Regions from separate parts of the Mus musculus genome. Here regions 1, 2, 4, 5, 6 and 7 are each linked to region 3. The links are chromatin contacts, called in public HiCAR-type, HiChIP or PLAC-seq, Micro-C and promoter capture Hi-C maps. All regions are on one chromosome and are shown on one strand. Each heading gives the region's core, a stretch centred on a gene start, on an enhancer-like site or on the middle of the called end of the contact. The rest is flanking DNA. Distances are from core to core; before and after follow the strand shown. Region 1 has its middle 38 kb from the start of 2610300M13Rik. Region 2 overlaps Gm36408 (a long non-coding RNA gene). Region 3 holds the start of Ndnf (neuron-derived neurotrophic factor). Region 4 overlaps Gm36408 (a long non-coding RNA gene). Region 5 holds the start of Atoh1 (atonal bHLH transcription factor 1). Region 6 holds the start of 2610300M13Rik (a long non-coding RNA gene). Region 7 has its middle 67 kb from the start of 2610300M13Rik.

Region 1 (3,471 bases), core at 204-2,703, 760 kb after region 3:
ACATGGTCCATCCTTTCATCTCAGCTCCAAACTTTGTCTCTGTAACTCCTTCCAAGGGTGTTTTGTTCCCACTTCTAAGGAGGGGCATAGTGTCCACACTTCAGTCTTCATTTTTCTTGAGTTTCATGTGTTTAGGAAATTGTATCTTATATCTTGGGTATCCTAGGTTTGGGGCTAATATCCACTTATCAGTGAGTACATATTGTGTGAGTTCCTTTGTGAATGTGTTACCTCACTCAGGATGATGCCCTCCAGGTCCATCCATTTGGCTAGGAATTTCATAAATTCATTCTTTTTAATAGCTGAGTAGTACTCCATTGTGTAGATGTACCACATTTTCTGTATCCATTCCTCTGTTGAGGGGCATCTGGGTTCTTTCCAGCTTCTGGCTATTATAAATAAGACTGCTATGAACATAGTGGAGCATGTGTTCTTCTTACCAGTTGGGGCATCTTCTGGATATATGCCCAGGAGAGGTATTGCTGGATCCTCTGGTAATACTATGTCATACTTGTCCTCTTTAATAGTCCTCTTTAATAGTGTTCGTTTTTGTGAGGCAAAAATCTTGAATTTATGATAGAGCATCTATTTAAAGTCCATAATGAGATTACTTGGTAACAACAGTCTCTGATGAAGCTTTACATTTTAATAATGTATAACATATATTTGTCATGTGTGCAGGCAATCAGCCATTACTCAAATAAGAACAAATTGAGCAGTGATCGAGTTTCCATCAATACAGCAGCATGGCGCTCACAGCAATACTGGAACATTTGCCTCTGAGAAATGGTAAATAAGGCTTTCTGAAGTAGGTTTCTTCTTTGTCCTTGGAATTTAGCAGGAGGAGTAACTGGCAAATATCAGAAGAAAAGTAACTGGGTTTGATTTATGAGTTTTGGTTATAAGTCAGAATGTAGTACATGGGCTCAGGGCTCACAGTTATCTTCCCCTGCCATCTGTCACTTTAAAGGAAAGATAAGGTAGCCAATGGAGCTGGAAAAAAATCACAAGAGTCAGGAACACAAGGAAAGTACAGAAGGATGTCACCTCTCTAGGAAGGTGACATTGTACCTACATGTAGACTTTTCTGATGAAATTCTTGTTGTGACTCTGGAGTCATAACAAGAAGTCTGCCTGGCACTATACCCCTCCCAAGATATTTACTCAAGAAGAAATGCATCATAAGAAAGCTATTTAACTTTGTCTTCACTGCATGTATTCCCCAAAGAATCAATACTCTTGTTGTTCAGATAGAATAATTAAAGAAAATAAAGTCTCCCCAAGGAGAAAAACTGAAGCATAGAGATGAAGTAATCTGCTACCTTGGAAAGCAATGAGCTTCAAACTCTTGCCGTGTTTTATTTAGGTTGGAAGGCCATTACCTCATCCTCCCTGCCAGAGATGACCAGGTCTTCTACTCCACATTCTGTGGCATGCGGGGCTGTTCGTTTGTCAGCAGCTTCACACATTCCAGACTGAGCTCTGCTGATTCTTGCCACATAAATGGCAAGTTATGTGTGATGCCTAAAGCCATACACCGCTCTGAGCTAAGCACTAATTAGGCAATTCTGTTACATACTCAGCTGCAGGTCAGAGCAGTGGTGATTTAAAGCTCCAGGGCATGCCATGTAATCAAATCTGCAGGAACCCAAGGTTTGAGGCATCATCCCCAATCCATCAATTGCTGGGGACCACAGAGTATTTGCTGAGCTTTTTATTCTGAAAGAGGCTGTAAATGAAGCATTACTTGAAAACAGCAGAACACACTTCATCACCACCTACTTTGCAAGTTCAGTACCCAACAGACAGCTCTCACATGAGAGAGAGTACTCTCACATAAGCACTCTTATTACTTAGAGTAGAGATGTTAGATAGTAAAGAAATAATTGTTGTAATTAGAAACAGTTTCATAAATTCCAAGTTACCTTGTCAAAATCTTGGATGAGTTCTAAAGCATAGAGAGGACTTCCTAGCTGAAGAGAAGCCTATGACCTGAGTGTCATGAGTGCCCTTTCCAGACCAGGAAGGAGTGACATTTACACAATGCAGCCTTGCCACATACCTCCAGCACTGGCTGCAAGAATAGAGCCAAAGGGAATTTTGAGGGATAAGAAGTCGCCCTGTATGTTCCAAAACCATTTTGTAAAATATGAATTGTTGATCATTCTTCTATGAGACTGGCTTTATCTGGGCATAGTCAGCTTTGACTTATGAGAAAGCACATTAGCATGAACATGAACAGATGAGGCAGTCTTTGAAGAGGACAATAAAGTTCCATAATTTTGGTCAAATTGCAATCCTTGACAACAAATGTACTGCTTTTTAAATACTGCTTCTCATGGTCAAATTATAAAGGAGTCTGGCATTAAATTTCTCTTTGATCTGCATTCAGTCTTCCTTCATGGCTTAAACATGAAATGAGTCTTCAGGATTTCAAAGAACTGAATAAAAACATCTAAAGTCTTTGACACTACTTGCTCACTTGGAAGTGTTTTCTCTCTTTCTCTTCTTAATTTTGTCATCACACTATAGAGGCATTCTGCCCATGTATTGCATTTCTACACTTCATATGTAAATTAAGAGCCCAATAAAGGATCATAGAAGGTAAAGTAGAAATCATGGCAAGTAATAACTTCAGCTCAGTTACTGGATAAATGAACTTCCAAAGACACATACTGCAGAAAAACCCATGAGTCTCATTTGGCTACATGGCTCAACAAAAGATGTGACCATGAAGTGGATCCAACACATTCCAAACATATCTTTCACTTGGGGATTTGCAGTTAAATTCTGGACTCTGAAAGCAAATGTTTCAAAGGAATTGTCCTCAAGATTCTGGAATGACTTCTCAGCTTATGTTGGGACTGTGAGGTTCAAAAGGACACAGTGGCAGAGCTGTGTGGCACAGTCTGGGGAGACTTGAGCATTTTGGGGTTGCCATACTTTTTTATTCAGTCACTAATAACAGCAGATATAGTCTTGCTATTATGAGAGAGTTATTAAACAGCAGAGAATAAAAAACAAACAACTTCTGGATATCAATTTTGATTTTAGAAGCACATAGTAAGGTTAGATGCACATAGTGAGGCAATAGTTTTTAAAAGATGATATATAAGTCTCAAATCACAAGAAGAATACATATGGGAGAACATATAATATAAGATTTTACTCTTACAGGTTGAAAACACCCCTCTGAACTGGGAGTAAAGATTAATAAAAATAATAATAGCGATTCACACACAAGATTGTATTGTAGGCTCTCAACAAAGAAAAGAGAGCAACAACATCCTTTACAGTGTGACCGTTAAAATTCCAACAGTTGAGACCTGCATCCTATTTTCTCTTATGAATCCTGGAGGTGGCATCTTGCAGAACTCCTGGCCACTGTGGTATGCCAACATCTACAAAGTGAGGTCCCCACAGAACCAAGGCAGTATGGCAGAGAATGTTAACCTTTCTTTCACAAGGCTG
Region 2 (3,128 bases), core at 45-2,544, 600 kb after region 3:
ATTTTCTGGTTTCTTCTGCAGAGTGGTCCCCCACTTGGGGTTTTGTCTCCTAACTGCTGAAGGAGGATGGTGTGGTGTGGATGAGGAACAGTGCTACAGCAGAGTGATATCAGCAGCAATGAAGGCTCCTTGACTCTGCTGCTTCTAAGAAACCTTCTTCTAGACAAGAATAAACTTGTTTGTATATTTGTTCATTCAAATTACAGCTGGTTATTTAGGGGAGCAAATAATGCATATGGGGTGAGAAAACTTATAGGAGTCAATTCTCACCTTCTACTTTGTGGATCCCACGGATAGAACTCAGTTTGCTAAGCAGAGCAAACTTTATCTGCAGAGCCATTTTGACAGCCCAATTATCTGTATATCAAAAAATTTTTAGATGTGTATAATTCTGAGTTTTTAGTAAACTGTTATAATAAATAATAATTCATATTCTTCCTTCTGGTACCTTGTAATAGAGTCAAGATAGGTCAGAGTACTGAGAGGATTCTGGGTGAAACCCAAGTATCACCAGTACTGAGAGAACTGAGTAAGTATACAGTCTTAGTCCACTCTCAGCTTAACTTGATCATCCACCAAGGCAAAAGTATGTTCTTGGTTTTATTTTATGCTGCATTAAAAACCTCAAAACATTTCAGTTTGAGTTTTCAAATTGATCAATCTAAATTTCTAAGATTGCTTGATGTTATGCAATTTTCCTTTATATTTTGTGTCTTGATCATTTTAAAAAATCTAACATAATAAAGGTTTATGAATCAAGACCAATGTATGTATTTCTATACTGACAAAGCAAAAGCATAAGTTGTACAAAGATCTGGAGAGATACAGTTGAGGACAAGAAAAGCCACAACAGCACACTGTTCATTTACTTCATGCTATTTTCTCTGCGTCCTTGAGTTGGGAAAGAAAATGTACACAGAGAAATAAATCGAAGCAAGGAAGATAAAAGGCAAGGAGGTGTTTATTTTTCCCAAATCTCAATGTTGCAGAATTTGCATTATGGCTAGACTAAGTTCTTCCATATAAAACTGGACCATGTTTGAAGAAGAATTAAGATGCTGCAGGAATAAAACTACAACACTGTGATTAGATTGTCAAATACAAGAGACAAACTGAGAGGCAGTTACAGGCTCATTCTAAACATGGTTGGAATGGGACAAACATATGCTTTTCTGACTTATGATACTTCAGGGTTTCATCAGCCTGCTCTGTCCTCACCATCGGAACTATGTGTGCCCAGCATTAACACAGTCTTTCCCTAACGTATTCAGCCTCAAACCTCCCCAACTTCATCTACAATAAACAGCACACGTGTAATTTTGTTAAAGTCTATTCAGAAGAAAATTGTAAATGGGTGTGGGATAGACAGCAGCTGTTTCACATTAGCAGTGGGAAAAGCTTATTCATATTTTCAGTGTTAGAAAGTCTGAATGGCCACATTATTTGTCTCAACATTACAGAACACTTTGGGGAATTTTTACTAGTACCTTAAATGTTATAGAATACATATGTTATGCTTGAATGTGAAAAGTGAGTTTAACCCTCTACAAGCTCACAGTTCTCTAAACAGCAGCAAAAAAAATCTTTTGAATTTCAATTATTTCAATATAAGACTTGAAAGTTAAGAAATTTGGATTTCTGTTACCCTAAACCATTCTGACTTAATTCACATGGGTCGAAAGGAATATTCATTAAAAAGGGTTTTGTCTGTGTGTGCATAAGTGTGTATCTGTTTTTGTATATGTTTCATGTGTTTTATCATTGACCTCTTTCTTGTTTATTTCCTTGCTTTGGTCTATTTTGAATTTATTTATTTATTTATTTATTTATTTATTTATTTATTTATTTATTTATTTATTTATGAAGCCTAATATTTAATAATGTTAGAGAGAAAGAAAGGGTGTGGATTAAGTGTGTGGGAAGATGGGGAGGATCTGTGAGGACTTGGAGAATAGAAATCATGATCCGAATATATTGTATAAAATAATCTATTTTCAATTTTAAAAAAGAATAAAACAGGACTTGGGCTTTTTCTCTTGCTGAGATGGTATAAGTGATACCAAAATACAATATTCCTAGGGTGATAGGTGGGCAGAAGTCAGTCAGAGGCCTGCCCACTGGGCATCACTACCGTGTATAAGTATGTGGTGGAGAGATAGGAGACAAAGAGAAGTGGAACCATTTATGCAGCATGAAGAGAGGCAGAACTGGAGATCCAACAGCAGTGAGGAAGAGCCTGTTCTGCCCCCTGAGGACATGATTCTGTTTGGGGCCATGCTGCCACCAAGCTATTTTTTTTTTAACTGATTTTCTAAAACCTGTCTTTTAATGGCTTGTCAAAAAAAAAAATCCAGTTCCAATTTATCTATCCTTGGATTTTTTTTAAGTGCACATTAGAATGACTTCCAATCATTTATCTCCAAACGTAAAACAAAACAAAACAAAACAAAACAATACCCACAAACACTTGGCATTGGTTTAAGCATTCACATTAGGACCTTTTCTGTCTTTGTTTGTTTGTTTGTTTGTTTGTTTTCCTGAAATGCTCAAGAGCTAGACTTTGTCACAGGAATTCAACAATGATCAGAAATGCTACAGCATGTTATATGATAAATGCTACATATGTCTCTAAACCAGATGTGGACTTCATTTCGAGCAGTGAAGAAGATAAGAGCAAAAATGGTAATGGATAGTCTGGAAAGCACTCTGAAGGATACTTGAGTTTGCCTTTTACTTCAGGTATGTTACAAACACTTGTGGGATCTATAAAGGATTTATAAATTTTAAATCTCATTTTGATGATTATACAAAAATGAATGTTTTATAAAAGAAAAAAGCTGTAGAGGTTGCTTAGTAGTCTTTCACAATAGTCAGGGGATGTGATGGTATCGTAGATAAAGACAGCAAAAGTGGAAGAGGTTTGAAGTATGTGGACATAAGCCACATACATTAAATTAAAATTATCCCATATCCACATTGGATAAGTTATAAAGATATTAGGAGAGACATCAAGCATGACTTAAATGTATATTTGGGGGGAAATTCTATATCTAAATAAATCTACCCACACAAAAGGTTTTCAAAATTATGGTAGCTCTCACGGTCGTGATCAAGAAGGGATCTTAGAT
Region 3 (3,297 bases), core at 599-3,098:
ATTTCTTTGTATTGTTTCTCCTTGCTAGTGGCACCATGGCCTGTCTTGTGCCACCCAGAAAACTTAGAATTAACCCTTTTCTTCCACCTTCCTATAAGGCTTACTAACCCCCTGTCAGCAAATTCTAAATGTATCTGAAATGGCCCCAGCCACTCAGCTTCATTGGTTGAGACCTACTTTTGTTTCTACCTTGCAGAAGTTTCCTCACTATTAAGTCACTCTTATTTGTCTTCCTAAGAGGTATCAGAGTGACCTTTCTAAATGTGTACCCAATGACACCAACCTTATGATCTGCTTCCTCTTAACAACTTTAATCATTTTCCAAACAACAGTAACTTTCAGAAGTTCTGCCTCCCTGAGCCTGGAGCCTGGGGTGGGAGGCCTTGCTCACTGCACCTGCAATGCAGCCACACCTAACTTCTCCCTGTTCCCAGGGCACCCACGTACTCTGACAAGTTTCAGCCTCTTCATTTACTTCTCTGCAGAGTGCTCTCCTCCTTCCCCTCCTCCATCCTTATTTGCCTGGACTCCACCATACTCCAGAGTTCTGCACTGAAATCTGTATCCCAGCACCTTCTAAGCCTTTTATGGCGTTTACTAAACTATGTCACAGCATGGAAGCATTTAACAAACCCACCTAGAGTAGTAGTGGACCCCCTAGCAGCAGAACTTTGGAAAGTGGGCTGAACTGCTGTCTGCAAGATGCTTGCTTTTCAAAGGCATTTAACAGAAAGCTTATAGTTATAAATGAGGGTTCGATAAGGTTGAATTTCATCTTATCTTTGCTTTGGTGACAATGGAAGTAGATAAGTGTTTTCATGTTTTCAATACAGACACTATTAATGAATCCTGTGTAGTATATTCTTAGAACTTGATTCCCTAAAAGCCAGAGTCTGAAGAAAGAAAGAAAGAAAGAAAGAAAGAAAGAAAGGAAGGAAGGAAGGAAGGAAGGAAGGAAGGAAGGAAGGAAGGAAGGAAGGGAAAAGAGACTTGCTAGTCTAGATTCTCAGTCACGAAAATGAGATTTCTAAATATTACTCCATACCCATACACACACCCAGGCTCAGGCCAGGTTGCTAATTAAGCAAGTTCTTACCATAATTACCTAGTCAGCCTTAATGGATTTCCAAGTTTTGCTGGGCCTCACTGGTCCTGTAGGGTCATTTTTTTTTCAATTGTTAAAACAGCTGCTGAGTTTCAAGCCCCAGAGGCTGAATTTGCAGAGGCAAACGCTCCAGAGTGAAGGCTGGGGCAGGCGGTCTGCGAGAGTCGCCTTCTACGCTTGCTTGCTCGCTCGCTCGCTTCCTCCAACCTCCAGTCTTCCAACTGAACACTCCAGATCACTAACCAAGCTCAGAGTTCCTCTCCATTGTGCTCCCCGGCTTCTGGACACTGAGATGGTCCCCCGTGCGCGTCTAGTCGTGCATCATTGTTGGGGGTCTCAAAGGCGCCCTCCCACCCCTCTCCCCATCCCCGGTGGCAGGGACCTAAAGAAAGCAATGTGTCCTGTGACACCACCCCCCACCCCCCCAACCCCCACCAGACTGCAACCCCACGAGGGTCTTGTGTGAGGAGTACTTGGTCGTTGGACCGGAATGTATGCGCGAGAGAGGCAGCAAAGGAACGTGTGTGTGTGTGTGTGTGTGTGTGTGTGTGTGTATGTGTGTGTGCGTGCGTGTGTGTGTGTGTGTGTGTGTGTGTGTGTGTTGCACGCTGGCGCGCAGCGGGAGAGAGGGCGCGAGGCACGAAGGGGGAGCGGCGGGCAGAGGAAGGCGGGGCAGCGGGCAGCGGCGGGCGGGCTGGGAGGGGCAGAGGCTCAAGCTCTGCAGTGACACCAGGAGCCAGCGCACACTCCTTGCCCGGAGCGGCGAGAGAGCAGAGCTTAGCGAGCCGCGTATGAGCCGCCGCCTCTGTGGCTGGTGCACGGGGCTCTGTCTCTGCAGCCCGCGCCGGCGTTTAGCGAGCCAGTCGTCCGGCAGTGCCAGCTCCACGGGCGCGTTCAGTATCCTCCCGCCACCCAGCGCCCGCACTGACCAGCGCTGTCCTGAGACCCCCGGGCCGGCGCCGCCGTCTGCGCCACTTCGCAGCAACTTCTGCGGCTGCGTGTCGCCGGCCTTCTGCTTGTGTTGGAAGTTTGCAGCGCCCGCCACAAAGTTGGGACACTTGGGCATTACATTTGCCCTAGCGTGCACGTCCCCTCGGTTCGTGGATCCTGGTATTTGACATCTTGGTAGGATCCCCGGACCTGGGCTTTTTCCGCACCACACACCCCCCGGGAAGAAGAAAAAAAAAACCAACCAAACTTTCTTCTTCCCACTAGAAAAAACAAATTCTTTAAGGTAAGGAGCAAGATCGAATCTCACCTCCCCGGGCGCCTTCTTGCGCCGGTGCGGACCTGGCCCGACTGCATTTGCATCTAAGGGCTGGTTTATGGTCGGGGTTGAGGTGCATCCTCACACAGGGAAAGGAGCGACCAGAGACTCTCTAGAACACGGACGTGGGCAGCTCTCACTGAGTTGGTCGGTCTGTGGCTGGGTCTCTGATGTATTTGGTGGGCAGACAGCGGCAGTGCTGGGGAGGTGGACACGCTGCATCGGGCTGGAGTGGAACCCCGGAACCGCCCGCTTTATCCTAGCCCTGACTAGACACTGACTTTGGCCGGTTGGCGGTGGGCTCTTGCTTCTCTCCCCGGGTTCAAAGTCCTCCATATGTGCTAGTTCTGCGGGACTGGGTGTTGGGGCGGGAGGTGTTCGGGGGCACTAGCGTGGGTCTGCGAAGCTTACAGGACTCGCGGAGTGGAGCACGGAGGTGGGCTCCATGCAGACGGTGGCTGCTCGGCGGTGGAAGGAATCTTCTGGGACTAGCCCAGCGACCCCGCGCTTTCTCCTCATTTGTCCTCTGCCACGCAGACCAGCATCCTTAGAGAAACTTCCCTAAGCTGGGTGGTCTAGGTCCCGCTCATACTTTCCGAAGCTTAGCAGAGTAGCTACGGAGGTCCGGACACCCTCCTTCCACCACAGCGGCCACCCTGTGTGGTGACCTCTCCAGTGTGTGTGTGCCGGCCGGAGCTCTCTAGTCCGAGCCACCTTTCTCCTTGTCGCGCGGGCAGGGAGCCTGCGGAGTTAAAGCGCTAGCTTACAGACCCGCTCCGCTCTTCCCTGGCGGGCGCTTCGCAACTGTGATTTGGTGTGCTCTTTCATTTTGTCGCTCGAGCTTCATTCTCAAACTCTCTTCCCCGTCCCAGGCCGAGGTGTGAGAATTCTTGAAGTCGGTCGCTCCAGCTGCAGAAGGGTGGCT
Region 4 (3,314 bases), core at 639-3,138, 550 kb after region 3:
TGATTTAGTAACCTTGTGTTCTACCATTATTCTGATATGTCCTGATTCCTCACATCTTATACCCAATCTTTCACTGTGTTTCATCGTCTGCTTTATAAATATAGGCCAGATACATTCACTATGAATTAACAGCCACACATTCAAAATTCTTCATAAGAAAGTTTGATTTGTAAATATTATAAAGTTTGTGAAATGATGTTCTGATATCCATCATTTTTCAAACCCTCAGCTTAAAACTCAGAAAGGACTTTCTGATGTTTGTAAAAGGAAAGAAACCCCTTAACAGGGTACAAGAATAGCCACATGGTTTAGTTTCCAATTCTCTTTCCAGGCTCCTATCATATTACTGGTCTGCCTCCTGAGGCACTGTAGCTCTCTTTAAGCTTTTCAAAGAGCTCTGGTCTCTTCTGTGGACTTGCACAAGCTGGAAAGTCTGCCCATGTCTACATGAGAATGCTGTGGATTTATTGACTCTGAACTGAAACATTCTCTCTTGGAGGAAGAGGGGAGGATCATGAGACTCCAGAAGTGAACAAACCTCAGGACACTTAGACAGCTCTCTAAACTTTAAGAGATCTGCAAAGACCCTACTCATGATTATAGAAGCAGGCACCTGTGCTGAGAAGATGGCCAACCTGCCTGCAAGCTGTGCAGAGTCCAGGAACAGGGTCTTTGTGGACCATCACCCACACTGCAGCAGGCTTCCTTTGAGTGATCAATGTTGCTGTAAGAAACCCCAATAAACTCACTACTTCACTAAGCTACACTTGGAAGAATCATTTGTACGGACTATCATCGGGTAGTGAACTGGTTCATGCGGCCCCAAGAAAAGCCTAAAACACAACTGATAGCTAGACAGAAGTAACAGAACCAAAACAAACTAAGGATAAGCAATTGTGTTGCCCCCACCACGGATTATGAGGTATGACACTGATCTGTGTATGTACCATCTGCCGGGACAAACCCAATATGGCTACCTCTTGCCATTTGGCATCAAATAGTGTACCCCCTTTTCTTAGTGGTGGTTGCATGTCTTATGAGATGGGTGACAGGCCAGGCACCCAAGGCCAATCTCTCAAAGTAGAGCATCTGAGAAGGAAAGCCTAGGGTTAATAATGCCTTCGTCTATATGATGTGGGGTGACATGGCTTCTTGTTTAAGAGGGGCTGCCATGTGTGTATGGGACCAAGGAGCTAGAGACTATGTTGCAATCCCTGACTGTAGCACAGAGGGGATGGGATCATAAGCAGGCTGTGGTGACAGTTGTGTGGCCTTTGTTGTGGGCAATAAGACATGCAACTGAGACTTGGCTCTGTTCCCAGAAAGAAATTGCCTGCCTGCATAAGGGAGGAATTACAACGGGGAAAGGACATACAGATGCTGCTCAGTGCCTTAGCCCCTGATTTGGCAAGAAATGTGGAAAAAGAGGAGCATGAGATGGAGGCTCTGGCTTGCTGTGTTCTTACAATTGGCAGGGCATAAGGGAAAGAGAGTGAAAATTAGATTTGTGCCTGAGAGCCCTTCCTGGGATCCAAAACCGTGGTACTCAGGGGAAGAACTGGAGAGTCTAGAGGAAGAGAACTTGGTGAAGTGAAAGCAGATACCCACCTCAGGCCTGACCTCTAACACAAATGGGAAAATCCACAACTCAACCTGCAGTCTTATGCACAGCCTGATGTGAGAAACTATGTGAGTCAGGGAATACACAGCACCTGAACTGCTTGAACTTGAAAAGCTTTGAAAGGAGCAATGAAAGCCACTCACAGTGTGGTTCGGGTGGATGTGATAGATCTAAATGCACTAGACCTTGAAAACTGAGTTCTCTAACTCCCTGTGCTTCACCTAGTCAGGGCTTTCTGGCCTGAGCCAATGGGAAACAATGCTTAGGGGATTTCTCATATGACTCATTAAGAGACACATGGCTATACCAGCTCAGGTCCCCAGAAATAACAGGGACTGGAGGACAACAGAAAAGGATGACCATTACTCAGGAGGAGAAGCAAAAGAAAAATGAAAAAAAAAAAAAAAAAAAGCAGACACAGCAGATCCTTTCTGTGTTTGTGGGAAGATTTGTGTCAAGCCAGACTTTGTTAGAAGCAAGATGAGAGGAAGGCAGAATGTTGCACTCAAATCTTTGAGGCAAAGGTGTCCAGCCTCTTGGCTCCTTGAGGCTGTATTAGATGAAGAAGAATTTGCCTGGGCCAATGTCTTAGTCGATGGCCTATTGTTGTGAAGTGATGCCATGACTATGACAACTCTTATAAAGGAAAGTATTTATTGGGGCTGGCTTACAGGTTTAGCTCATTGTCATCATGGTAGGAAACATGGTGGCACACAGGTGGACATGGTGCTGGAGGAACTGAGATATTTTGATATTTTGATATTTTTGCAGTAGTCATAAAATCACTTTAACATTTGTTTAATGCTTTGTCTAAACCTTGTGATTTAGTTATGTCTTTTAATGATGCTGAAGAAGTTATTTTTTAAGATTTATTTTCTATGTTTGAGCATCTTGCCTGCATGTGTGTGTGTGCACCACATGTGTGCTTGGTGCCTATAGAGGCCAAGAGGGTGTTGAGCTCCCTGGAACAGTTATGGATGATTGTGAACCTCCATGTATGTATCATGGTCACACCCAGGTCCCCTGAAAGAGCAACAAGTACTCTAAACAGCTGAGTTCAGAATTTCTTCCTGCAGTGACCTGTGGCTCTTTCCAGCACCCTGACAGACTTGTGCAACAAGCTACACTCTAGCATCTATGTTATCATCCATTGCTAAAGCATAAAATTGCAAGTTAGTGGCACGTTTGTTCAATTTTGTTTGTTTGTTTGCTTGTTTGTTTACCGCCCCCTCCAATTTTTTTTTTTATTATTTTCTAATTTCAGTTTGGCTGACTATACTCTGAAAAGAGAAAATGATTTTAAAAGTACCTTGTCATCATTTCCAGGCCATATTATATCTCTTACAATCCCTATACATTTTTAATAAACTCACCAAAGGTAATTCATTTGGGGTTTTTTGTTATGAAGTATGCCAGCACATTTTGTAATAGAAAGCACCTGAGTTCTAACTTTAAATTTGTTGTTGTTTTGAAGACAGACTTTTTGTCTTCCGGACATAATCCTTGATCCACATCAGATTTGTAAACATAATTTTACATATAATTTCTTTTCAAAGTAAAGCCTTTGAAGCTTTGCACAAATTCTCTACAGGTTAAGCAGGGAGTCATATGATTTGCTTCTCATTGAACGATTTTTTTTTTCCTTTTTGGAGTTCTGTTTTCTTTTGAGACTCTAGTCCCCACACAGAAATTT
Region 5 (3,406 bases), core at 339-2,838, 940 kb before region 3:
CAGTAGCAAATGGGCACACTGGAAATAGAGAAACAGGTGAAGTCTGACGATAACTTTGAACTCTCTTCTGTCCTTCTCTATCTTGTGAGATATAAACACTAGTTTACTCCAGCCGCTGAAATCCTTCGCACAAGGAGCTCCAGATGGCAGGTTGGATCAGGTCCCTGCTAGCGGAACATTTCAACGGCACTGGACCCTGCAAAGACAGGTTCCAGGGAGCTTTCTGCGGTACCATCTGCCGGAAGACGAAAGTCCTCCTAGAGTAGCAACCACCCTGAAAATCGAAAGCACCAGCCACAGTTGCCACCCACTCTGGTGCCCCAGGGACGAAGAAAGCCCAAACTGGAGAGCACTAGGAGCAAGCTGGGGCGTGTCCCGAGCCAGGAAGTTTCTGATTGGCTCTTTGTGGTAAACTACCAGGCGGAGGGCTAAAGAGGTAGGAGGGGAGCGGTTTATAGAGGGAGTGAACACCCTAACTAAACAGAGCGGGACAGGTGGGTTTGACTGTGGTTTCTGGGCGTTTGCGCAAGAAGCCACGCGCACTAGTAAACCGGGGCCTCCCGAGGCAGCAGTTTCAAAATGCCCAGAATCACAAAGAACCCAAAGACCTTTTGCACTAATTCCGGCAGCCTCCTGTGGCTCTGCGTTTATGAGTCCTACGCTGTGAGTTTTGAAACTGTTTGCATGATCCCTTGCGATAGCTCAGCGTAGCGCGATATCCTCCGCGAAGGGCTTTTGCAGACTGAGACCCTAACGGGCTCTAAGAAACACGCTCAAAGGCTCCTGGGGCAATCCCGATTTTGGTATGTCATAACTATACCGCAGCTTTACTTTCCATTAAAAAAAAAAAAGACTACATGAAAAAAAATCCAAGTACTATGTGGACCAAGAGATGCAGACAAAGTCAAAATTAAGAAATACGTTCCCAGAAGCGAATGGTTTTCACCTTGTTCTGATTTTTGATTAGACGCCACTTAACACTTCTACAAATTAAATGTGCAATAGGTAAGAGCTATATACACACCTCTCTATATGTATTTCTGTCACATTGCACATGGGCGATTTTACGAGTTTCTTGAGAGCTGTGATCCAGGCTTGGAGGGATCTCAGGCCAGGCGGGCTACTCCAGTTGGTGCCCCGAAGGCTCTAGGCGCGTCCAGCTTGGCCGGGAGCCGCCTACCCTGGGTCTCATCTGAGCTGGGGCCGCTAGGACACCAGCCGGGAGCCCGCTTCTTCTCCCCTCCCACCCCCCATTCCCCTCACTCAGGTCGCCTGGGAGGTGACACCCTCAGGAGTCGAATTACAGCCCCACAATTAACATATGAATTTCCAGAACTGACTAGAGGGACAAGGGGGAATTTTTTTTTCTTTTTTTTTTTTTTTCCAGAGCCAGAGCTGAACTCCTCGGCACACAGTAACTTTTCACTGGGTGTAAAAACTCTTTGATTGGCTCCTCGCACGCGCCTGCCCGCCCCCTTCTTTGACTGGGCAGACACGCGACTGGCGCAAGGAGGGGGCTGGGAGGGGAGCCGGGGGAGATACACTGGCGCGTGCCGCTTTTTAAAGGGGCGCAGCGCCTTCAGCAACCGGAGAAGCTTCGTTGCACGCGACCTGGTGTGCGATCTCCGAGTGAGAGGGGGAGGGTCAGAGGAGGAAGGAAAAAAAATCAGACCTTGCAGAAGAGACTAGGAAGGTTTTTGTTGTTGTTGTTCGGGGCTTATCCCCTTCGTTGAACTGGGTTGCCAGCACCTCCTCTAACACGGCACCTCCGAGCCATTGCAGTGCGATGTCCCGCCTGCTGCATGCAGAAGAGTGGGCTGAGGTAAAAGAGTTGGGGGACCACCATCGCCATCCCCAGCCGCACCACGTCCCGCCGCTGACGCCACAGCCACCTGCTACCCTGCAGGCGAGAGACCTTCCCGTCTACCCGGCAGAACTGTCCCTCCTGGATAGCACCGACCCACGCGCCTGGCTGACTCCCACTTTGCAGGGCCTCTGCACGGCACGCGCCGCCCAGTATCTGCTGCATTCTCCCGAGCTGGGTGCCTCCGAGGCCGCGGCGCCCCGGGACGAGGCTGACAGCCAGGGTGAGCTGGTAAGGAGAAGCGGCTGTGGCGGCCTCAGCAAGAGCCCCGGGCCCGTCAAAGTACGGGAACAGCTGTGCAAGCTGAAGGGTGGGGTTGTAGTGGACGAGCTTGGCTGCAGCCGCCAGCGAGCCCCTTCCAGCAAACAGGTGAATGGGGTACAGAAGCAAAGGAGGCTGGCAGCAAACGCAAGGGAACGGCGCAGGATGCACGGGCTGAACCACGCCTTCGACCAGCTGCGCAACGTTATCCCGTCCTTCAACAACGACAAGAAGCTGTCCAAATATGAGACCCTACAGATGGCCCAGATCTACATCAACGCTCTGTCGGAGTTGCTGCAGACTCCCAATGTCGGAGAGCAACCGCCGCCGCCCACAGCTTCCTGCAAAAATGACCACCATCACCTTCGCACCGCCTCCTCCTATGAAGGAGGTGCGGGCGCCTCTGCGGTAGCTGGGGCTCAGCCAGCCCCGGGAGGGGGCCCGAGACCTACCCCGCCCGGGCCTTGCCGGACTCGCTTCTCAGGCCCAGCTTCCTCTGGGGGTTACTCGGTGCAGCTGGACGCTTTGCACTTCCCAGCCTTCGAGGACAGGGCCCTAACAGCGATGATGGCACAGAAGGACCTGTCGCCTTCGCTGCCCGGGGGCATCCTGCAGCCTGTACAGGAGGACAACAGCAAAACATCTCCCAGATCCCACAGAAGTGACGGAGAGTTTTCCCCCCACTCTCATTACAGTGACTCTGATGAGGCCAGTTAGGAAGGCAACAGCTCCCTGAAAACTGAGACAACCAAATGCCCTTCCTAGCGCGCGGGAAGCCCCGTGACAAATATCCCTGCACCCTTTAATTTTTGGTCTGTGGTGATCGTTGTTAGCAACGACTTGACTTCGGACGGCTGCAGCTCTTCCAATCCCCTTCCTCCTACCTTCTCCTTCCTCTGTATGTAGATACTGTATCATTATATGTACCTTTACGTGGCATCGTTTCATGGTCCATGCTGCCAATATGCTGCTAAAATGTCGTATCTCTGCCTCTGGTCTGGGTTTCACTTATTTTATACCTTGGGAGTTCATCCTTGCGTGTTGCGCTCACTCACAAATAAGGGAGTTAGTCAATGAAGTTGTTTCCCCAACTGCTTGAGACCCGCATTGGGTACTTTACTGAACACGGACTATTGTGTTGTTAAAATGCAGGGGCAGATAAGAGTATCTGTAGAGCTTAGACACCAAGTGTGTCCAGCAGTGTGTCTAGCGGACCCAGAATACACGCACTTCATCACTGGCCGCTGCGCCGCCTTGAAGAAACTCAACTGCCAATGCAGA
Region 6 (3,478 bases), core at 183-2,682, 790 kb after region 3:
AGCTAGTAAGGGATTAAAGCCACACTAACACTCAGGGACACTGACAGAACAGGCAAACCTTTTCAATAATAATCTTACAATAATCTTCCCTGTATCTGTTGCTGTAATTTAAGGGGGAGGGGGCAAAGTCGAACTTTCCGTCAGAAACAATGTTTTGTAAAAGCATCCCAGCCTGCATCTGTGCGGGTTCTATGGCGTTTCAATGCTCTGTGCTGCTTCTCCCTGCTCTCCACTGCCATCTCCAAATTCCACCTTAAGGTAACTGCTGCCATGTGGCAAACTCCAGTAATAAAGTCCCATCAAACAGGCAGAGAGCAGGGAATCCTCTTTTTCTATTGGTTCCTTCCTGACTCTTAAAAGCGCTGACTCATAACCCTGTGTCCCTTCAAAACAAAGTAAAATGGAAAAAAAGAAAAAAGAAAGAAAAACTTAGTTACTCGAAAGGAGCATAAAAACTTACCTGCTTATGTGGTTGACTTCAAGAAGGCATCTAAGATCAGCAGCACGTCCTTCAAACTTATCCCCAGTTGGTTTCTCTACTGACTGCAATAGTAAAACTGAAATCCTTTGCAACACGTGTTTGCACTGGGGACGATGTGGACTCAGGAGGAGACTGTGGTTCCATTCCTCTGTCGTGGCTTTACTCAGTGAAGACACCACACAAAAGCCAAAGATGAGCCAGTGAGTCGGATTGGGTGAGGGCAAAGAGAAAGCTCTGGAATTTGGGGACATCACAACAAAGTGACTTTTGGGAAGTTACACTATTGAAGCCAAACAGTTTTAGCTCCTTGTAAAAACACAATTGTGTAATCACAGAATTAAAATCTCAGTACTTCTTTTGTCTTTATGCTCCTATATTTTTATTACTGTGTAATTATTATGTCATACATTTTCCATGAAAATTTTCTCTACATCAATATCCTCTCATAGTATTTTAAAACTTTTTAAGTAGAGATGTGGATTTCTCTAATCATTAACTTCTATCTGGTTAAAGAAAATGAGAATAGTTGTAATATGTTTATATAATATAATCATACTTTTAAAGTATACAAGGAAATACTGGTTTGTTTTACAAACACTGTATTTTAACCAGCTGGTAATAATCATTGAGCCTAGGAAAAGATAAAGAGTGATTGTAATAAAGAGTTGCAAACACTACATCCAAGATACCCAGTTTTCTATAAGAAGAGATAGAAATAAAGGGTAATTGTTTTAAATCAAGGAGTCCCAACACTAAGGAAAGAGACAGAAGAGATCTTATGTTCTAGGCTAGCCTGGGCTACATGGTGAGTCTTTGTATAAAAAATAAGAAACAGTCAAAGAAAATGAGAGACTTCCAGGGTGAACACTTACTTGTTGGTCTCAGATATCAGAAGGAATAAAACTACAGCTCTCTCCACTGAGTAGATCCTAACAATGTTCACAAAAAGAGCCAAGGCTTCTAAGGAGGGAATCTTTTCAAACAACGTGTATGTGCTTGCTTTGTTTTGTGAATTCTAGGTAGAGATCTTCTAGGCTTTCTTCCGTGTCCAAGTTGTGAACAGCTAGTGAGTACAACTAGAAAAGGAGAAAATAATGTGATTCTTTAAAATATTTTAAAGAAATAAATCTTGCAAGGAAACTGTAACTAAAAACATCCTGGAGACTTTTCTGCGGAACTATAATCTTCAAGTTTGTGTTTATTTCTCTCTTCAATCTATCTAATCTTCCACAATTGTTTAGGGTTAAGAAAGCTGAAGCAAGATATCTGATGAATATTTAATTTCCACTTGTTTGTACGTATGTGATTATTCATATAATAGTCCCATGGATTTTTATGACATCTGCTTTGTTTTAAATAGTAAAGACATTTTTTTTTTGTTTTTCCTAAAACTGAGTTTTTACTTGAGACCCTAGTGCCATCTACTGAAACAAATTAAAACTACAGCCTTCTTACCATTGTTGAATAAGCACAACTTCCAAAGTAGCTTAGCCCTTGTCCTTACAATGTTTCGTTATAAAAAAAACACTTATTGTTTTTCCGCATATATCCAGGAAAATAGTCTCAACTCTCTGTTTCAACTGAAGAATCTAAAATTCATAATTATAAGTCTTTGATGAGCATTTCCTGGTAGAAACACAGTTTCTGGGTGAACCAAACAGAATTTGCCCTGTTCTAGGAACACAAAGATGAACTGAAAGTTCTATTTCCATATATTCTAGCTTAGGAAGAGTGCATCTCAGTGGTACTGTGCTGCTTGGTACACACAAGGTACAGAGTTCCATCGCCAGTTTTGAAAAAAATAAGTTCATTAGATCGAAAAATAATCATACATTTTGCAAACATTTCTAAATGTTCATTCTGAGAATAACAACGTGAAAGTTATTTTTGAGAGGTTTTAGACAACTGGATATCTTTTTAACTGAGAAAAAGTAGGCAAAAGTTCTGATAATGTATTTAGACAGTCTTACTATTTAGTATCAGAGCTGCAGCAGCACACACGTCAACTGAAGCTCTTCTATGAGCTGTGTGTGTTTACTGTCACTTCTTGATTAGTTATAGATAGCACAGTATAGTAACAATACCTTTGAAATGCTGGCAAGTAATGGAGTGACAATATTCAAATTGTAAAATACAACATGAAAATTAACTTTATATCTCCTCACATTCTTAGTTACCTGCTTATTTTGCTGTTAGCTCAATGCATGTGTTCTCCTGGACTGTACACAATACACAGTTATTGATTATTTAATTAAATTTAGACTTTCCTGTGTTCTCCTAACCCACCAAAACTATATATAAAGGCAAATATGTTACAGTCCATAATGTAAAGGAAGATTGATGTATATGTACAGATAAAATTTAATAGGCCATTAAAATGTTTGTGGGGCCCAGGATGTAGCTGAGATGGTAGACTACTTGCCAAGCATGAATGAACACTGGGTTCCTTCCCCAGTTCTACACAGACAGAGTGTGCAATGCCTGTAATCCCAGAATTTGGGAGATGGGAGAAGGAAGGTCAGAAGATCAAAGTCATGTTCATTTATACATCAACTTTAAAGACAGCCTGGGAAAACTAAAATTAAGTTTGGGATTAACTTTAATTTTATAAAGTACCTTTTTAAGTCCTAATAGGTAATTCAGATATAATTATGAATTGCAATTACATAGCAAAATGATTGTCAAATGACTAACATCACCTGAAAGTTAATTGTTATCAAAGATGTTTCTTTTATTTCCCCCACTTAAAATAAGCAAATAGAAATTTGGATCTGGGGAAAAAAACATTGAAAATCAATGATATATAAGATAGAAAAGACTATATTGTTCTAGCTACAAAACTGATAATTTCTAACGCTAAATACATTGTAATTATAAACCATGTATTGAGTCACTTAACCCTCAAAACAGTCTGAAATATAAATGCTATTGCTTGTTTTCTTTTATAAGGCATATTGAAGCACAAGAAAATTAACAGCTGGTTTGCTATGTGATGGC
Region 7 (3,395 bases), core at 290-2,789, 730 kb after region 3:
GTTTTATGTTCTTTGTTCCCTCAGCAAAGGTTCATCTACTACTACTTCTAAGTGTCAGGTAACATGTTAAGAGGTAAACATGAAGAGAAAAATAAAACATAACCCTGGCTTTAAATTGCTTCCCCACTTAAGATTAGTAAATAATATGAAGAATTACAGCCAAATAGCAAATGAGACCTCTAAACATCCTTATTTAAGTTACTGGATTTTAAGTTATATCTCCATAGAAACCAACTAAGTACTTACGGCATGTCAAATTATAATCCTAGCAATTGAGCCAAGTCCTTATTGTTACAAAGCTAGTAATTCCATCTAGACTGTGTAGTTGAGTCCTTATTCTTGACTATCACACTAAAGTCACCCAGAACTACAGAAATCTGGAGTATGGTAGCTTTAAAAGAAATTGTATGAATGTAACTTCTGAGGCTGGTAGACAGGAGTCCATCTATCTCAGTAAGAAGTGCACTGCAGTTTTTTGTTTGTCTGTTGATTTTATTTTCTTTTGTAGCAAAGGCTTTTTAAATTTTATTTATTTTTATTAGCTAGAGAAAGCACCCAAGGAGCTGAAGGGGTCTGCAACCCTATAGGTTGAACAACATATGAACTAACCAGTACCCCCAGAGCTCATATCTCTAACTGCATATGTAGCAGAAGATGGCCTAGTCGGCCATCACCTGGAAGAGAGGCCTCTTGGTATAGCAAAGGCTTTTTAATTAACCTATTTTACAAATGCACTAGAGAATCATGCAATGCTGTCTACCCTGAATGCAATTCTGGGCCACAAGTCTGCGTGCTCCTTTGCAACTGGACTTGTGGTAAGTAAAACTTTCATCTTGAACTGATTGTTTACTATGGTCTCTGCATTATCTTCAAATTAAAGAAACACTCCACCTTTTCTTCAATACTACTTTCATTATCAAATTTCCGGGGACTCAAGATGTCAAAGTAAGGATGTGGTGGGTCTTCCAGAGCAAAACTCCAGATTTCACTGGGTCTTCTGGTAGGAGCTGTGATCAACTCTGCTGACAGTTACAGGAGCCAAAAAACTGTCTATCATCTCTGTGAAGGGAATCAAGAGATGGCTGGACAGACTTCCTGCTGCTGCTGTGGGTGACATGGTGACAGCCACAGTTAAGAAACGCCAGCCAAACTAAGAGAAAACGTTCATCTAGTACTACAATTTTTAATCCAACAAGCTCTTTCAGTGGGATGGAGACTCATAGTTTCTCCCATCTCTTAGAGATCTCTTGTACCTGTTTTCTTACTGTCTTGATGTATACATCAACTTTAAACATTAAATGACAAGCTTACTTCATTGTATTGTCTTTCAAAAGAAAAAAGTTTTCCATCATGCCCTGCCTTGTATAGGGAACTGTCTCTTGTTTTCAGCACTTGGAACTGTGGCTCTGCACAATGGTTCTTTGGCAGTCTGAGGTCATAGACTTGGCTACGGGAAATTGTTCCCCTTCAACACTGGCCCACCCACCCCCATTCTGGACCCTGGGCGCTTCCATTGAGAAGGCTGAATACACAACAACAGAACCTCATTATTGCAGACACAGCCTTCACTGGGGGCATGGGTCACATTAGCTCCTTTGTTCTGCCCATTTTCTAAAACATTCCATCTCTTTCAATTTCCACATCTATTTCGTTAGCTTGCCCTCCCTCTTCTTTTGGCAAATCTACCCCTTTCTGCCTTGATGCACTTCCTCTATTATGCTACTTTCCCAGCAAAACAAAATTGAGCAAGTAAGCACACAGTAAAACGTCTAATGGCTGTTTGAGATGGATGCAATGTTGTGTGGGACTGATGGGAAGGGAGCAACTGCCTCCTGCTAAGAGGGTCACTGGCATTTCTGCCAGTGCCAGTAGACACAACAAATTCAGCTAAAATTTCTGGGTGTTGGAAAGATTACTCCAGAGGAGCAACAGTGAGCTTTCTTTTATCACCCCATGGGAGGTTGACCCTGTTGAAGAAAAGGAGCGTTCACCATTGGCACAACATAGAAAAATAAATATTGCCATATATGTTTCTCCATCCTTCACAGTGCTTCCTCTTGGTACATGGATGGGATGAAGAGTTAAACTATTTTATAATGGTGCTAAAGGCAATTACAATAGAATTTAACATGGCTTATTCACTACCTAGGCTACCCTTATCTAGATTTTGCTAACGTGTATCTACCAATCATTTCTAAGGGTAACAATGACATCTCTAGGTCTGTTTCATAGACAGCATCATGGAATAAAGTTTCAAAACAGATCTCCAATCTTTTCTAGATGAAGAAATACTAAATGTGGTATTTAAACACATCAAGAAAGTGAAAATACATTTTCATAGGGTATAAATCATATTTTTGCACCTATATTATCATGCCCTGCAGAAACCAAGATTCTAGAAGAGAAGAACCTTATACAGTTAGGAGGCAGGTATGTATCATAGAAGATGAAAACAAACTTGAGTCAAGATGTAGAAAAGAGAGTGAGTATATATAATATAGGCATTTACTCAGCTCCTCAACCACATCTACTTCTCTCTACTGTTGAATGTTATTCTTAACAAGAATCTCCTTAGGAAAGTATAAGCAGAAACAAAATTAATTAGGTGAAAATGCTGCGACATATATTTAAATTTTAATGATCAATTTTCTTGCTTTTGGTTGTCCTTGTAATTGTTCGATAGTCATTTTTCTGGTTTAAAAGAATTAAATTAATGATAATCAACTTGCACTAATTCTTTAAAGGAAAGGAACTGCAAGATTTTAAATGTTCTGCTAAAAATGAAGGCTACATTCCTTTATTTCCTCTTGATGTCTATTAATGTTCCTTTATGATTTGGCATACTTACCTCTGCAGTAAACGTTGGGAGTTATGTCACAAAGCTATCTGAGTAGGTATCAGCAATATACTGCAGTAAGGAGTAGCCCCTTTGTTCAACATTCTCAATGCTTATGCTAAACACTTGAGGGAAAGTAGGTGACTGGCTCATAAAATATGCAAGTAAAGGATGAGGACTAAGATCTATTTAAAGACTGTTTTTACATTGGTGTCCTCCAAATGGCAAACCATACATATGGGTGTTTTTGCATCTCAAAAAGAGCAAATAATCTTTTCCTGTGTGCTTTAAATAGTCCTGAATAGCATATAGGTGTGGAAAGCATATATTGTAATCAGTCACATTTCCTGTTTTGTGTCCAGTTTTTGATGCTGGGCTGCCTTGATTGCTTAATAAAGAAGGAAGGAAGGAAGGAAGGAAGGAAGGAAGGAAGAGAGAGAGAAAGAGAGAAAGAGAAAGAGAGAAAGAAAGAGAGAAAGAGAGGAAGAAAGGAAGAAAGAAAGAAAGAAAGAAAGAAAGAAAGAAAGAAAGAGAGAGAGAGAGAGAGAGAGAGAAAGAA

What was found. Promoter capture Hi-C pulls out the DNA fragments that hold promoters and counts their contacts. A called contact is a pair of places that touch in the nucleus more often than the background predicts. HiCAR-type assays count read pairs that join an accessible place to other places. HiChIP or PLAC-seq counts read pairs in DNA pulled down with a chosen protein or histone mark.
Region 1: a contact with region 3 is called in an H3K4me3 HiChIP or PLAC-seq map of neural tube, with 6 times the contacts expected there. The contact joins the enhancer-like site here to the promoter of Ndnf in region 3. A contact is called at or near these places in 12 of 39 promoter capture datasets (the 3T3-L1 cell line, 3T3-L1-derived adipocytes, the HPC-7 cell line and 7 more), 1 of 484 Hi-C or Micro-C datasets (nephron progenitors), 11 of 115 datasets of contacts at active chromatin or transcription factors (CD8 T cells, bone marrow-derived macrophages, differentiating embryonic stem cells and 8 more) and 1 of 9 other capture datasets (embryonic stem cells).
Region 2: a contact with region 3 is called in a promoter capture Hi-C map of second pharyngeal arch cranial neural crest. The contact joins the enhancer-like site here to the promoter of Ndnf in region 3. A contact is called at or near these places in 11 of 39 promoter capture datasets (the 3T3-L1 cell line, 3T3-L1-derived adipocytes, cranial neural crest and 8 more), 4 of 115 datasets of contacts at active chromatin or transcription factors (bone marrow-derived macrophages, craniofacial prominence, embryonic limb bud and 1 more) and 1 of 9 other capture datasets (embryonic stem cells).
Region 4: a promoter capture Hi-C map of the 3T3-L1 cell line shows a contact between it and region 3, with 6 times the contacts expected there. The contact joins the enhancer-like site here to the promoter of Ndnf in region 3. A contact is called at or near these places in 8 of 39 promoter capture datasets (the 3T3-L1 cell line, cranial neural crest, embryonic stem cells and 5 more) and 1 of 9 other capture datasets (embryonic stem cells).
Region 5: a contact with region 3 is called in a Micro-C map of embryonic stem cells, with 8 times the contacts expected there. The contact joins the promoter of Atoh1 here to the promoter of Ndnf in region 3. A contact is called at or near these places in 2 of 39 promoter capture datasets (both in embryonic stem cells), 6 of 484 Hi-C or Micro-C datasets (all in embryonic stem cells), 2 of 115 datasets of contacts at active chromatin or transcription factors (both in embryonic stem cells) and 1 of 9 other capture datasets (embryonic stem cells).
Region 6: a contact with region 3 is called in a promoter capture Hi-C map of hippocampal neurons, with 23 times the contacts expected there. The contact joins the promoter of 2610300M13Rik here to the promoter of Ndnf in region 3. A contact is called at or near these places in 17 of 39 promoter capture datasets (the 3T3-L1 cell line, 3T3-L1-derived adipocytes, the HPC-7 cell line and 11 more), 2 of 484 Hi-C or Micro-C datasets (embryonic fibroblasts and embryonic stem cells), 11 of 115 datasets of contacts at active chromatin or transcription factors (bone marrow-derived macrophages, embryonic forebrain, embryonic hindbrain and 7 more) and 2 of 9 other capture datasets (embryonic stem cells and macrophages).
Region 7: a HiCAR-type map of astrocytes shows a contact between it and region 3, with 7 times the contacts expected there. The contact joins the enhancer-like site here to the promoter of Ndnf in region 3. A contact is called at or near these places in 8 of 39 promoter capture datasets (the HPC-7 cell line, HPC-7-derived erythroid cells, cranial neural crest and 4 more), 1 of 484 Hi-C or Micro-C datasets (nephron progenitors) and 12 of 115 datasets of contacts at active chromatin or transcription factors (CD8 T cells, astrocytes, bone marrow-derived macrophages and 9 more).

The regions. Positions count from the first base shown.
Region 1 is chr6:66,427,063-66,430,533 of GRCm38.p6, forward strand. No RefSeq gene overlaps it. Among named protein-coding and RNA genes, the nearest start is that of 2610300M13Rik, 38 kb to the right of the region's middle. Within about 2 kb of position 1,454, at least 7 of the 459 cell types and tissues checked have an H3K27ac peak or open chromatin away from gene starts, as enhancers often do. A contact at or near this core is called in embryonic limb bud and neural tube, where this site is marked.
Region 2 is chr6:66,267,232-66,270,359 of GRCm38.p6, forward strand. All of the region lies in intron 1 of Gm36408 (a long non-coding RNA gene), which reads right to left. Among named protein-coding and RNA genes, the nearest start is that of Gm36408, 3.6 kb to the right of the region's middle. Within about 2 kb of position 1,295, at least 7 of the 459 cell types and tissues checked have an H3K27ac peak or open chromatin away from gene starts, as enhancers often do. A contact at or near this core is called in second pharyngeal arch cranial neural crest, where this site is marked.
Region 3 is chr6:65,669,763-65,673,059 of GRCm38.p6, forward strand. It overlaps Ndnf (neuron-derived neurotrophic factor), which reads left to right and starts at 1,849. Exons shown (of 4, transcript NM_172399.3): 1 at 1,849-2,339. It overlaps Gm36144 (a long non-coding RNA gene), which reads right to left and starts at 1,485. Exons shown (of 2, transcript XR_869148.1): 1 at 1,097-1,485.
Region 4 is chr6:66,223,058-66,226,371 of GRCm38.p6, forward strand. The region is part of intron 2 of Gm36408 (a long non-coding RNA gene); the gene reads right to left. Among named protein-coding and RNA genes, the nearest start is that of Gm36408, 48 kb to the right of the region's middle. Within about 2 kb of position 1,889, at least 45 of the 459 cell types and tissues checked have an H3K27ac peak or open chromatin away from gene starts, as enhancers often do.
Region 5 is chr6:64,727,537-64,730,942 of GRCm38.p6, forward strand. It overlaps Atoh1 (atonal bHLH transcription factor 1), which reads left to right and starts at 1,589. Exons shown (of 1, transcript NM_007500.5): 1 at 1,589-3,406. The coding sequence starts at 1,787. The coding sequence ends at 2,842. Gm35851 (a long non-coding RNA gene) reads right to left here and starts at 1,325. Exons shown (of 3, transcript XR_377731.4): 1 at 1,025-1,325.
Region 6 is chr6:66,465,051-66,468,528 of GRCm38.p6, forward strand. It overlaps 2610300M13Rik (a long non-coding RNA gene), which reads right to left and starts at 1,433. Exons shown (of 3, transcript XR_869151.1): 1 at 1,354-1,433; 2 at 461-715.
Region 7 is chr6:66,397,807-66,401,201 of GRCm38.p6, forward strand. No RefSeq gene overlaps it. Among named protein-coding and RNA genes, the nearest start is that of 2610300M13Rik, 67 kb to the right of the region's middle. Within about 2 kb of position 1,540, at least 44 of the 459 cell types and tissues checked have an H3K27ac peak or open chromatin away from gene starts, as enhancers often do. A contact at or near this core is called in astrocytes, embryonic forebrain, neural tube and 1 more, where this site is marked.